3 separate regions of the Hordeum vulgare genome follow, and regions 2 and 3 are each linked to region 1. Evidence: chromatin contacts called from public Hi-C data. All regions are on one chromosome and are shown on one strand. Each heading gives the region's core, a stretch centred on a gene start, on an enhancer-like site or on the middle of the called end of the contact. The rest is flanking DNA. Distances are from core to core; before and after follow the strand shown.

The links. Hi-C and Micro-C count contacts between places; a contact is called where the count stands out from the background.
Region 2: a contact with region 1 is called in a Hi-C map of seedling, with 3 times the contacts expected there. The contact joins the promoter of LOC123440732 here to the promoter of LOC123445304 in region 1. A contact is called at or near these places in 4 of 6 Hi-C or Micro-C datasets (leaf and seedling) and 1 of 1 datasets of contacts at active chromatin or transcription factors (embryo).
Region 3: a Hi-C map of leaf shows a contact between it and region 1, with 7 times the contacts expected there. The contact joins the promoter of LOC123445302 here to the promoter of LOC123445304 in region 1. A contact is called at or near these places in 2 of 6 Hi-C or Micro-C datasets (leaf and seedling).

Annotation. Positions count from the first base shown.
Region 1 is chr3H:579,595,840-579,600,231 of MorexV3_pseudomolecules_assembly, reverse strand. It overlaps LOC123445304 (probable glucuronosyltransferase Os01g0926600), which reads left to right and starts at 2,911. Exons shown (of 4, transcript XM_045122264.1): 1 at 2,911-3,279; 2 at 3,913-4,301. The coding sequence starts at 3,177.
Region 2 is chr3H:579,430,484-579,434,744 of MorexV3_pseudomolecules_assembly, reverse strand. LOC123440732 (probable E3 ubiquitin-protein ligase RHC1A) reads left to right here and starts at 1,937. Exons shown (of 2, transcript XM_045117279.1): 1 at 1,937-2,303; 2 at 3,249-4,261. The coding sequence starts at 3,304. The coding sequence ends at 4,173.
Region 3 is chr3H:579,344,497-579,348,935 of MorexV3_pseudomolecules_assembly, reverse strand. It overlaps LOC123445302 (transaldolase), which reads left to right and starts at 1,582. Exons shown (of 6, transcript XM_045122261.1): 1 at 1,582-1,900; 2 at 2,793-2,964; 3 at 3,074-3,424; 4 at 3,603-3,791; 5 at 3,887-4,069; 6 at 4,157-4,439. The coding sequence starts at 1,749. The coding sequence ends at 4,405.

The sequences.
Region 1 (4,392 bases), core at 1,662-4,161:
CCAGATGAGCGTACGTCGCTCCAGTCGGCGGCGTCCTCCGGTTGGATTTAGTTACCGGAGTAATCTCCGCTCCGCGTCTCCCGGGATGATTGATCCGTCGTCTCCTCCTGCCAGCAAAAGCCTAACTTTCGCTTCCTTTGCGCGCTTAATAATCAACTAATCCCAACGGCCGTTCACACGACTGTTACGAATACGATGTCCACTAGTATAATGTAAATAGTACTTCATCCGTTTAAAAATAAGTGTCTCAACTTTATATTAGCTCTAGTACAAAATTATACTAAGCTTGAGACAGTTATTTTGAGACGGAGGGAGTACTTCCTCCGTAAACTAATACGGAATATAAAAGTATTTAGATCACTAACGTAGTGCACTAAATGCTTCTATACTCCATTAATTTACAGAGCATTGGTTTAAGTGGCTACTGGTGATGCGGGAACATGGACATTTACTGGCATCTCAATTAATAAAAGGCCATAATTAAATGGCTATAATAAATTAACTAATAACTAAATATTAGCTTAGACAATATCTTATGTTTTGTAATTGACAATGCTCGGATTTATCGGGCTTTCTTCTTCAAGCCTTAAAGAGGAGATTTTTTGGGTACATGGTGTCACAATCCCTCCTTCGACTATAGGTCATCGACCCTCTCCTCCTTCGTTGGTCTCGTTGAGAGTATATGAGGTCGTGATTTACCTGATAAAGCTATGTTTTTCCATACTGGGGGGGGAGGGGGGGGGGGGGTAGTAGGGTACCGTCGTGACGCTTAATTGGCGGTGGCGCCGACACGAATCGGACGAATAAATTATCCTCGAGTCTCTTCATCCTGACAATGTTGGTTGTAGTGGCATCGATGGCTCTTTGGTGTTTAGATCCACGCCAACCTCTCACCCGCACGCTTACGATGTCGGTTGTGATAGTTTTCTTTTTGCAATTTGATACTTCGCCCCCACTTCATTACATTGGAGCGACCTTTCAATGCCGACGCGAGGCCTGCGAGCTTTTTTGGAGGTTGAGATCTTTGATCCGTGGATCTTTCACGACAACTACTTTGACGATTTCTTCTCCAGTGTGATGGTCCGGCATAATCTTGGCTTGGTGACTTCTAGTCCGCGACGAACAACTACTGTTAGGCCCAGAAGCAGCCACACCATCGACTCATTCTGAAGGAAGCAGATGTCCAACCCTCCTTTAGGTCCATGTATTGTTTTTCAATTAATTAGCACAATGCCAATGCATTGCAATAGGATGTAAATATTCTAGTACATTAGCTTATGATTTACCTATTCATATTAATACGATTATGTAAATAAATGTTTATCATATCCTGTCTGTGATTTACCTTATATTTTGATGAGAAGTTTGATAAGTAAATGAAGATGAAATTAGTTCAGACTATAAGTAAACTATGAGATGATGGATTATCGATTGTCATGAAAAAAAAGATGATTAATTATCATATAAGAAGGTTGAACAAAGGATGGTGAAAACAAAAACATAAAACCTTGCTTTGTTTTGAATGAAGAAATAAAAGAACGTTTAGAGCATCTCCAACCGCCGCGCTTCGCGCCGCGCCCAAAAAATGCGTTTGCCGCGCGCGCTTCGGCTGGTTTAGCGCGGGGTTAGGCGCATGCTCCAGCAGCCACGCTATGATGCAGCGTGCGCGCCGCTCCAGCAGTGCCAAAAAATGCAGCGCGCGCAAATCATTTTTTAAATAGATTGCATTCAAATAAAAAGCATACAAAGTTATTTTACATAGATTGCAACTTGATAGGTAGTTCGAAAACATAGATAGATAATTTGGTGCTAGATAGTTCGAAAACATAAAACTAATCCCAGTCGCTCCAATCATCGCACCATCATCATCGTCGTTGGTGTCGTCAGAGGTTGACAGCCAGATGTCGAACCAAGGCTCGTCTTCTTCAGTGAAGAAGGAGCTCCCGCCTGCATTGCCGAGGTCGGCCTGCGCACTCGCCAATGCCTTCCGCCGACGCCTGTCCAACCGCTCCTCGCAGCGCCGGCGCGTGTCCTCCTCGCGGCGCCTTGCCCAATAACTCTGCTCGTAGGCGACATCCTCCGGGTGGCGCCGGCGCCACTCCGCCATGACCCGCTCGTCCTCCTGGGCGACGAGGAGGCGGCGCTGCCGCGCAGTGTGCTCCGCACGGTCTTGTGCGGAGTTTACACGAGGCGGCGGGGCGACGTCTAACGCCTGCTGGAGCGTGTAGACGTCCTGAAAGTTCATTCGGCGGCGCGGCCTGCCTAGGCGCCACGCCGCCGCGTCGAACGCGCGGGCGGCCTCGTGCGCCGTGTCGTACGTGCCGAGGCTAAGCCGGAGATCGCCGGAGCGTATCTCGGCGTAGAACCCGCCGTTGGAGCGCTCGCGGACGCCGCGGTAGCCGGACGCAGAACGGCGGCGGGGCGGCATGGTGGCGCGTCGGGGGCGGGGCGCTGGAGCGGCGGTGGCGTGAGAGGCAGAGGGAGAGAGAGAGTGTGTGGAGCGGTGGCGGCATGAGGGAGCGGCAGAGCTGTGCTTTTATAGGCGCGCGAAGCGGCGCGGCAAAAATGACGCGCGAGCTGCCGCCTTTTCGCGCGCGCAACGTGTTACCTCGCGCGCTGTTTTCCCGCCGCTGCTGGAGCGCGTCATTCCGTCCCGCGCGCGCTAAAATGGCTGTTTACCGCGCGCCCCTTTTCGCGCGTGTGTTGGAGATGCTCCTAGGTCATTACTTATAATTTTCTTCCTAGAGGTAGCAGCAGAGATAGAGATAGATTTGTGTCTTGTCCAAAAAGGAAATCCCATTTTACTTGTCAGAATCACGATCACTACGTGCACGCAACGGCGGTGCCGGATTTACTGCGCGCGCGCGCGTGTCTTGAGAGGCTCACCTCCCACCAACCTGCTCCGCCGACAGCTAGCTCATCATTGACACCGAGAGCCGAGCCGGCTCCCACCACCACCACCCTCCACCTCCGCCCCCGCCCCCGCCCCGCTCGCTCCTCCGCATTATTACCACCCGGCGCCCCTCTCCTCTCCCCTCCGACCTCCCCCCGGCCCCCTCCCATCCCTGCTCGCCAACGCGCAGCAGCAGATTCGCCCGTCCCCTCTGTCTCCTCCGCCCTTCTTGGTGCCGAGCAGGGGAGCGCAGCGCACGGGGAGCTGCGGGTGGGCGGCGGCGATGGGGAAGCCGCGGGCGATGCTCGCCCTCGCGGCGGCGCTCGCGCTGCTCCTCTCCTGCTCCGACGTCGTCGTCAGGGCCCAGGACACCGAGAGGATCGAAGGTGTGTATACCAACCTATGCGCGATTCAGCTGTGGAGGCAAAAGAAAAAAAATGCTCCCTTTTCCTTTCCAGCTTTTGATGCTCTACTACTAGTAATCTTTACTGCTCTTCTTCCTGCTGCTGCAATGCTTGTGCTGCCGAGTTCGTTTGATCCCCCAAAATCCGCGTTTCCGCGTGCGCCTCCGTGGTGATTGGGATCTGATTTGGGGGCGTCCGTCCGTACTGTCTTTTGGAGCGAATCCTGCTGGTTGGGGTTGGGGAAGAAGGCGGGCGGCATGAGATCTGCCGCCGCTAGACCAATTCGTTCCAAGATCTCGAAACCCTGATAGGATTTTTTTTTATTATGCGCCGCATGTTCCAACTTTGGTCACCGACAGTGAGAGCATGTCTGACTTTGTAGATAAGCAAGGCCGCCTACCTCAATCACCAAACTTTTTTTTGCTTTTGTTTTTGAGAATTCTCAATCACCAAACTTTACACATCATTACTACTATTATTAAACCTCCCTGTGATTCTGGACGCAAGTCTAAATTGTCTGCACCGTTGCCATATTCGACCAACAGCCCACTCAAACTCTGCATTTTCAGCCATGACAGTACTTGATTCTCATCACGTTTTATGATGCAAATTCAGGGAGTGCTGGTGATGTGCTGGAGGATGATCCTGTCGGGAGGCTGAAGGTGTACGTCTACGAGCTGCCCACCAAGTACAACAAGAAGATGGTGGCCAAGGACTCCAGGTGCCTCAGCCACATGTTTGCCGCCGAGATATTCATGCACCGGTTCCTGCTGTCGAGCGCGATCCGGACCATGAACCCGGAGGAGGCCGACTGGTTCTACACTCCGGTGTACACCACCTGTGACCTTACTCCGTGGGGCCATCCGTTGCCCTTCAAGTCTCCGCGGATCATGAGGAGTGCAGTTCAGTTTATCTCATCACACTGGCCCTATTGGAACCGGACAGCAGGTGCTGATCATTTCTTCGTCGTGCCGCATGACTTTGGGGCATGCTTCCATTATCAGGTGAGTCATGGAGCAGAGAAGAGAAACCTGAATCTTCCTACTATATATTACTCCCTCCGTCCCAAAATTCTTGTCTTAGGTTTGTCTGGAG
Region 2 (4,261 bases), core at 688-3,187, 160 kb after region 1:
ATGCTCAGTAGCATAGGCGGGCGGACTACCCTAGAAAAAGAAAAGAAAAAAAGGCTCTCATACCATCCATCTCCACGTCATTTTGAGTTGCCTCATTTAGTGCTGGAAGTTGCCTCAATGTAATTCCAAAGTTGCCTACGGGTGCTGCTCAATTGTCTACATACGGTGAAAATTTGTCTGTCATGATTTCTATGTTGTCTATGATACTTGCTAGGTAAATTCACCAATACACATGGTGAAAGGAAGTTGCTTCTGTTTAGCACTTAAGTTGCTTCATCTATTGCCAAAGTTGCAAAAAAAATCACATGGGATCTAGTTTTGAAGAGCTCGTCACGAGAAACCTAACAGTAAAAATGGATCATCGTTCTGACACTCAGTTTAAGAGTTATAGTTTTTTGAAAAAAATGAGACGAAATAAAGTGGGATGACATCACCACATGCATGCAGAAAGTCCGTGAGATGTACATTGCCCACTTCCACCACTACACCGTGCACCGACCTCCCTTCTGTCCCCACCTGTGTCAGGACGACCATGTTGTCTCCGTAGCGATCAACACAATCGCACGGCTAAGACGCATGTGCTCGGTTTCACCAAAAAGTGTACCTGCACTTTTAAATATTTGAGGGACATTTTGATTACATTTATTAGTTGTTGCAGAACAAAGTTAGCCACGCTCTTGCTGCGTACGGCAGTGGTACCCCTACCGCGGTATGGCTGGGATCGGATATTCATGTCATTGTAAACTTGCTTCTGCCTATGGCATGTGCTACAAATCATCCGGATGAAGTTTGTCAAAAAATCATCTGCCCCGGGAGCCGTTCGATTAGGTGCACCGGGCATTGGATCGTAGGCTTCACATGACGTCTTCCGTCACCTTGTCTCTCCTCCACTACAGCAGCGGCGACCGTGTGCAGCACCGGCAGAGCTCCAATACGACACTGACGGCTCCGGCGAGCTCCAATGCACCATTGATGGCTCTGGTGAAGTTCCAATGCAACTCCGATGAGCTCCAATGCAACTCCGACAGGGCTGAAGTGCAACATGGGCGACTCCGGTGAAGCTCCAAGGTAACTCCGCGAGAGCTTCAACCCATCTCCAACGCTCCGGCGAAGCTCCATTGCAGCCTGACGGAGCTCCAACGCAGCATCGACGGCTCCGCGTGAGGCGTCCTTGCAACTCCAGCGCTGGAAAGAAGCGGTGTATGTAGCAGTGATGTCACCATCAAGATCTCACCGTCGACGCTTCGCGGCACTCCGACCTTTGTGGCAACAACAACTCCGCTGGCAGGGATGAAGGGGTCGTGGACGAGGAAGGGGAGGCGCTCGCCGAGAGAAAGAGAGCTGATGTAGGAGATGGGGAGGGAGGAGCTGGGGCTGGTCTAGAGGATGAGGATGACTCGTTTTGGATAGAAGATAAAAACGAGGGGATGGAGTTGTGTTGTGCGAGCGTGGCCTGGACTCGTGGCAACCATCAGAAACGGCTTACGCATGCGAAAAATCAGTCGGTTGATCTAGAGTATTTTCCTCTAGCTATTTGCCTATTTGAGTAATAGAAATCTTCTTTTACCCTGGAAAAAAAATTCCGAAGTTGTCGGAGTCCTATATGACGTTTAGATCTGAATGTTCACAAACCTCTCCCATTGTATGGCCGGTTTGCCGGAATTCTGACGTGTCCACACGCGTGAGACACCGTTTTGAATGGCAAAAAAGAAGTTTGGGCACCATTTGATTCAAAAAAAGAAGTTTGGGCACCATTTGAACGAAAAAAGAAAAAAAGAAAAAAAAAAGGTTCAGACGCCTCGGTGTAAACGTTTGCGTGCGAGATGCCCCATCAACCCAGCATGCCCGACACGCAGCATCAGCACCCCCCAACCCACGATTAAAAAAGCGCAAGATGCCATTCCTCCACCCTGACACCGTAGCCGCGGACCCACATGCCGGCCATCATTGTACTCACGGCGAGCCGAGGATCAATGCCTTGGGTATCATCGACTATCCATCCACAGCCCAGCGGCACAGGGAAGCTCTGCATCTACCCGCCTTCCTCCTTCCCCCTCCCCCCTGTTTTTCCTCTTTCTTTTTTCCGGCCATCCTCCTCCTCCCCTGTCCTTCCTCCCATCTCTCTCAGATCCAGCGCTCGGAGTGCCAGGAGGGCGACGAGTGCGGCGGCCAAACCTGCGGGATCTCCCGGCCAACCCTTGCCGCCACCGGCTGCGTTCAAGGCACCCGCCCTTCTTCCTTGCAGAGTAAAAGGAGGGGTCGCGGGGACTCGTCGCCGGAGGCCTCCATTCGCTGCCCCCAAGGTGAAAGTCCAATCGAATTGCCCGTGCATGTGTGCGTGTCTTGTTTAGTTCTTGCATGTGGCGAAGGTGCTTGACGTGAACACCGGCAAACAAACCCTTCAGGGTGTCAGCTTCGTCTTGTATTTGATTTGGACACGCTGGAAACAAGCTTCCTCCCATGTCAAAATTGGAATCTTGATCAAATAGTTTCTAGTTTATGTGTGCCAAATTGATGCTTATGTACAAGAGACATGGACTTGTCTGAAATTTACATCTGTGGTGTGACTGTTCACAAGTTGTGAGAATCGATTCTGGAGTTGCAGCTGCATGTGTGTGTGTGTGATAGAGCTGTGGAGAATTGATTCTGGAGTTGCCGCTGCATGTGTGTGTGTGTGACCTGTGGTCTGGCCTGTAGGTGCAGATGCGTGTTTGTGGAATACTTGTGTACTATCCAAACAAGTCCCGATAGTTTTTCTTTTCACAGGGGAAATGGTTTCCGGTGGTTTCATCCTTGACCAGTAAAATACCCCTGTATCTTAATACAGCTGCATATATTTACATGGTATCCAAGCAGGGCCGTAGTGTAGTATTGTCAGCTGCTGAATTTTTTTGAACTCTAGTATCCAGCTCAGTTGATTCGACTGATCTTCAACTGTGAAGGTCACTATTGTTTTAGTTTTGTCTTTGGAGTTTTGACTTATCTTTGTCGGAACACCTTGTTAAGGAAGGTAAAAGGATCTAGACATAGTGTAGTATTATAAACTGCTGCACAATGTTAAGAAGTCCTCGGGTACACAGTTTGCTTATTTGGGTTGATCTTGAACCATACATGCCCCTACCGTTTTCATCTTTCACTTATCTATGTTAGAATAATTGTATGGAAGGCTGTTATGCAGTCTAGTCTGATTGTGCAAATCACGTTTGAAATTTGTTGCTGAGATCTTGGCTATTATGTCTATTTTGCAGAACGGAGGGGATCCGCTTCCTTTTGGTTTATTTGTGAGGCAATACACCTGAAGAAATGTCAGGAGGTAGGCAGACATATTGGTGCTTCCAGTGTAGACAGCGGGTTAGGCCGCGTGGCCGGGAGATGGAGTGTCCTTACTGTGATTCTGGATTTGTGGCTGAAATGGATGATGTCGATGCTCTCATGAGCCAATTTGTTGGGACGTACAGTGATTTCCATCGTGACCCAAGGTTTGGGATCATGGAGGCAATGTCTGCCGTGATGCGACATGGAATGAGGAGCATGAATCGAGAGGTTGATGTAAGAGGAAGGCCAAGCATATTATCTGACCTGGAGATGGAATTTGGTTCAGGGCCATGGTTGCTCTTCCGTGGCCAGCTCCCTGGTCATCTCTCCGAGGACAATAATGGTTTCGACGTTTTCGTCAATGGACGCCGTGGTGTTGGCATGCGGAGGGCAGATGTTGCAGATTATTTTGTTGGGCCTGGATTAGAAGATCTGATTGAGCAGTTGACTCATAGTGATCGTCAAGGGCCACCACCTGCCTCTCAGTCCTCGATTGATGCCATGCCTCGTGTTAGGATCACTGGCAGGCATCTCACTGGAGACTCGCATTGCCCTGTCTGCAAGGACAAGTTCGAACTGGAATCAGAAGCAAGAGAGATGCCATGCAATCATTTATACCACTCTGATTGCATCCTTCCTTGGCTAGAACAACACAATTCCTGTCCTGTTTGCCGATACGAGTTGCCAACACAGAGCTCTAGTGGTGCCAGCTGCTCACGCTCAAGATCAACTAACCAAAATGACAATTCAAGCAGCTCAAGTAGCAGTGGGAGAACCGGTGGGCGTCAGAGAAGAAGGAATCCGTTCTCTTTCCTATGGCCTTTCCGCTCATCAAGTTCTAGCACTGGTTCTCGTTAGATTAGTTTGGTTACCTGGTTGGAGTTCACAATGCTATTTTAGTGAAGATGCTGATCAAATGGGCTTTATGTGTGTCGCATCTTACAAT
Region 3 (4,439 bases), core at 333-2,832, 250 kb after region 1:
TTTGGGTCCGGACAAGGATAATTTGGGGGCCAGGTTTAGGTGGTGTTTCTTTACCCACGGACTAGACTAAAAGTCCCTTTTAGTCCCTAGATAAAGAAACAGGAGAGACTTTTCCTTAAGAGACTATAAAAAGACTCTTTTGGAGGGACTTTTTTCTTTAGTCCCTGGGACTTAAAAAAAAGTCTAGTCCCTTGAAAAGAAACACCACCTTAACATCGCCAACAACCCCATCATAAACGCCACCAAACCCACCACTTGTGTTCCATTGAAGGTTTTCTCTCTCCTTGTAGGGCTACATGTATTTGTAGCCTCTTTGCATTTTAGCACTGATTTCGCTTTTATGATTTAACCATATTATTTGTGGCTCTACATGTATATTAGCTATATAAATCGCGACCCGTCCTAAATTTTGTGTGTGTGGTGCCTATGAATATTGAAACGGCTTTGTTTTCAACAATAAAGTAGAGGATCCGCTTAATTGGAGCAAACAACTAGTACAGTCTAGGCCCTAGTGAGAGATCCAAGATGTCGCATGCAATTGAAATATAATGAAATTCACAATGTTGGATTTTTTCTTAGATGTCTAAACTACCTTTTCAAAACCAAGTAATTTATCTGTGCTACCTATCATTGTCGACGAGGAGCCACCATCGATCTAATGTTGTTTTCAAGGCGAAAGTGGACATAATGGACCACAACTCTCGCATGCTTCACGAGACACGCTATTATTCATTAACTACTCGATGTTTTGTTCTCTTTTAATTAACATATTTACCATCTCCTTTTTGTGTGTGTGTGGATGGGGGTGGAGGGCTCTAGTTTTACGTTAAAGGTTAAAAATAAAGTACAACTCACCCAATGCATTTATTCGTGCCCCCCCCCTCCCCCCCATATCATCATTCTTGAGGAGAAAGCAGACAATTCGATCCCTTGCGTGAAGCTACAACATATCGGTTATCGCCATTGTCTGCAATGAAGGCGCAAGAAAGTGGTCGCTTCGATTCCCTGCCTCTGTAAAATCATGTAACTGTTCATTAGTTAGTTGATCTTATTGCTATTTGTTAATACTTCCATTTCATAATGTAGTACGTTCATACTTCTCGAGATCTAAGTTTGACCATATGCTTAACCAACGAGACCAATTGCGGTGTGAGTAAAAATTATACCACTGAATTTGTATCAAACATACGAATTCAGTGATATAAATTATGTTCTCGTCGCAAACGGTCTCATTGGTTAACTTTATGTTTAAATTTTAAAAACACAACGCACTGTATTATGAAATGGAGTGAGTACTGGCTTGGCTTCTGGCTTCCTCAATCCCCACAAGTGGCGGTTCAATTACTAGTGTACGTACCTCTCTTTGCTCAAGCCAAAGGAGAGGCAAAAGGGCAATATGACACTGCAAGGCATCTCCAGGACCGGATCATGGCATTGGCACGTTCACATACATGCCTCCGCGTACACACCCGCACCCGCAGCGGCCCACGGCTGATCCGCCCCCTCACCAGCCCCATGATGCATCCCGAAACCCAGAAAGCACAAGGGTCCAAGCGCAAAATGACACTAGAATGGTGCATCTATTTATCGACGATGACAAGGACCAACGGGTAGGAAGGAGGAGGGAGAGATCCGTGCGCAGCTCCGCTAAACCTCGCAACAACCCCCGTGCCGTGAGCGACCAACCAGCCCCCCCCCCCCCCCCCCCCCCCACCAACCCCGCCCCCGGCCCCGGAAGCAGAGCCGCGATGGCCGGCACCGTGCCCAAGCTCGCCGCCCCGAGGCCGGCGGCCGCGGGGCCGCTCCCCTCGCAGTCCCTCCGCTCCGCGGCGCTCGCCTTCGCCCCCTCCGCCCGCCGCTTCCGCGTCTCCCTCGCCGGCCGCGCCAGGAGCCCCGTCATGTGAGTGACAACATACACACGCACGCACCCTCCCCGATCCTCCTAATCTATTCTCTTCGCGCCGCCGGCTGGTTAGATTCGCGATTCCGCCGGGGAGAGCTGCTGCGGCGCCGTAGTAAGGCGAACGACCGACCGACCGGGTTGGGTCGCCGGCGAGGTTCGGTCAGATCAGAGCCGGCCGGGCCGTGATTTGGGGCGTTTTTTTTTTTTGTCTTAATCCACACTTTCACAGCTCGAATTGCGGTGGGTGGGTAGGTGGGATGGATGGCAGCGCTGATGCTCCGCCGCCGCGTAGAATAGATCGCCTCGGCGGCTTGTGAGGCGGGGCGCTCGGATCCGCGGTGGCCTCGAGGTCCTTCCAGGAGGCCTGGGCGCGCGTGTGCGGCCGTCCGATGGGGGATGGACCGCCGGGATCGGGTGGTTTTGGCGAGCCGTCTCGGTCAACTCGGTCCAGATGGCCCGTGTTGCCGTGCGCGGGTTCGTCGCTACATGGTCGATGGCGATGTATCCTATGCAAGCCCGCGCCGCCGGATTCGTTAGGCTACGCGCCACAGCAGGCTGTCGCTTCTATATTCTTCTTGCTTGCTTGATTGATAGGGATAAGCATAGCCTCCCGTCCCGTTTTTCCATGTGTTTCTGGGAATCTCGTATGGCTTTGCGTTGCATTCACTAATATTGTACTCCACCAAGTTTCCACCACCTCATGCATGTGTATAGAAAGTTGAGTAATAGCTCAACATTTACAGTGCTCATGATCATGAATAGAAAGTTCCCTTTGCCAACAGTAAAAGAAGAACAAAAAGTTCCTTTTGTTTGTATTACATATGTATATGATGCATCAATCATTTGGATGTGACGTTAATTCTTGCCCTTCATGAAATTCAATTTTCAGTGCGATGGCTTCCGCCAAGGAAGGAAATGGTGCGGTGACGAAGAGGACCACGCTCCATGACCTCTATGAGCAACAGGGTCAGTCCCCATGGTACGACAACCTCTGCCGGCCCGTTACCGATTTGCTGCCCTACATCGCCAACGGTGTCCGTGGAGTCACCAGCAACCCAACGGTAATAACCCTTTGCCATTTATTTTTCTTATTATGTGCTGTATATGGATTGCTCACGTGCGATGTGTATCCAATGTTCCCTGCTGACTGTGTCCCCCAACGCACCACAGATTTTCCAGAAAGCCATCTCTTCGTCAAACGCATATGACGGCCAGTTCAAGGAGCTTATATCGGCCGGGAAGGATGCAGAGAGTGCTTACTGGGAACTCGTCATAAAGGACATCCAAGACGCGTGCAAACTGTTTGAGCCCATCTACGACGAGACTGATGGGGCTGATGGTTACGTTTCAGTGGAGGTGTCTCCTAGGCTCGCAAATGACACCCAAGGAACCGTTGAAGCTGCGAAGTGGTTACACAAGGTGGTCAACCGCCCTAATGTGTACATAAAGATCCCAGCTACTGCCGAATGTGTTCCTTCTATCAAGGAAGTCATTGCTAATGGCATCAGCGTCAATGTTACTGTAAGTGCTGAGCTCTGGCTTTGCCATCATTATCTTGTATCTCCTTGATCGCCAACGTATCATCTGTGTTTTTTTCCCACTGGACCGCTTATGAAATTGTTTAGTGTAAACTTTGCTGTGCTTGTTATGTAATTTGATGCTAAGCCTATTGATCACAAGTTTATTGATGTCGCTGCAGCTTATCTTCTCCGTTGCAAGATACGAGGCTGTGATTGATGCTTACCTCGATGGGCTTGAGGCTTCTGGTTTGAGTGACTTATCCCGAGTGACCAGTGTAGCATCCTTCTTTGTCAGCCGAGTTGACAGTCTGATCGACAAAATGCTTGAGAAGATTGGAACACCGGAGGCTCTTGCCCTGAGGGGAAAGGTAGAGACAATTGAAGTTACATGTCACCTAGTAGAAGAGCTTTCTAATTTACTGCGGTCTAAGTTTTGAATTAATAACACCTTTTTTTCTCTCAGGCTGCTGTAGCACAAGCAAAGATAGCAAACCAGCTTTACCTCAAGAAATTCTCTGGCCCGAGGTGGGAGGCTTTGGTGAAGAAGGGAGCTAAGAAGCAGAGGTTGTTGTGGGCATCCACCAGCGTGAAGAACCCGGCTTACTCTGACACACTTTACGTCGATCCTCTCATCGGACCTGACACGGTGAGTTTCAACAGCTTGTTCATGGGCATATACAGTTCAGAACTGTTGAGCGCATCCTAACTTGGTCACCACCCTCTGCACATTCAGGTCTCTACGATGCCTGACCAAGCTTTGGACGCATTCATCGACCACGGCACAGTTGCCAGGACAATCGACGCCAACGTGTCAGAAGCAGAGGGCATATACAGTGCCCTGGAGAAGCTGGGCATCGACTGGGAAGAGGTTGGCAAGCAGCTGGAGCACGAGGGCGTGAGCTCCTTCAAGGGGAGCTTCGACAGCCTGCTCACGAGCTTGGAGGAGAAGGGCAACGCCCTCAAGACCGCCGCCAACCTGTAGGCGCTAAAATTATCGGATAGAATGGTTTGGTACC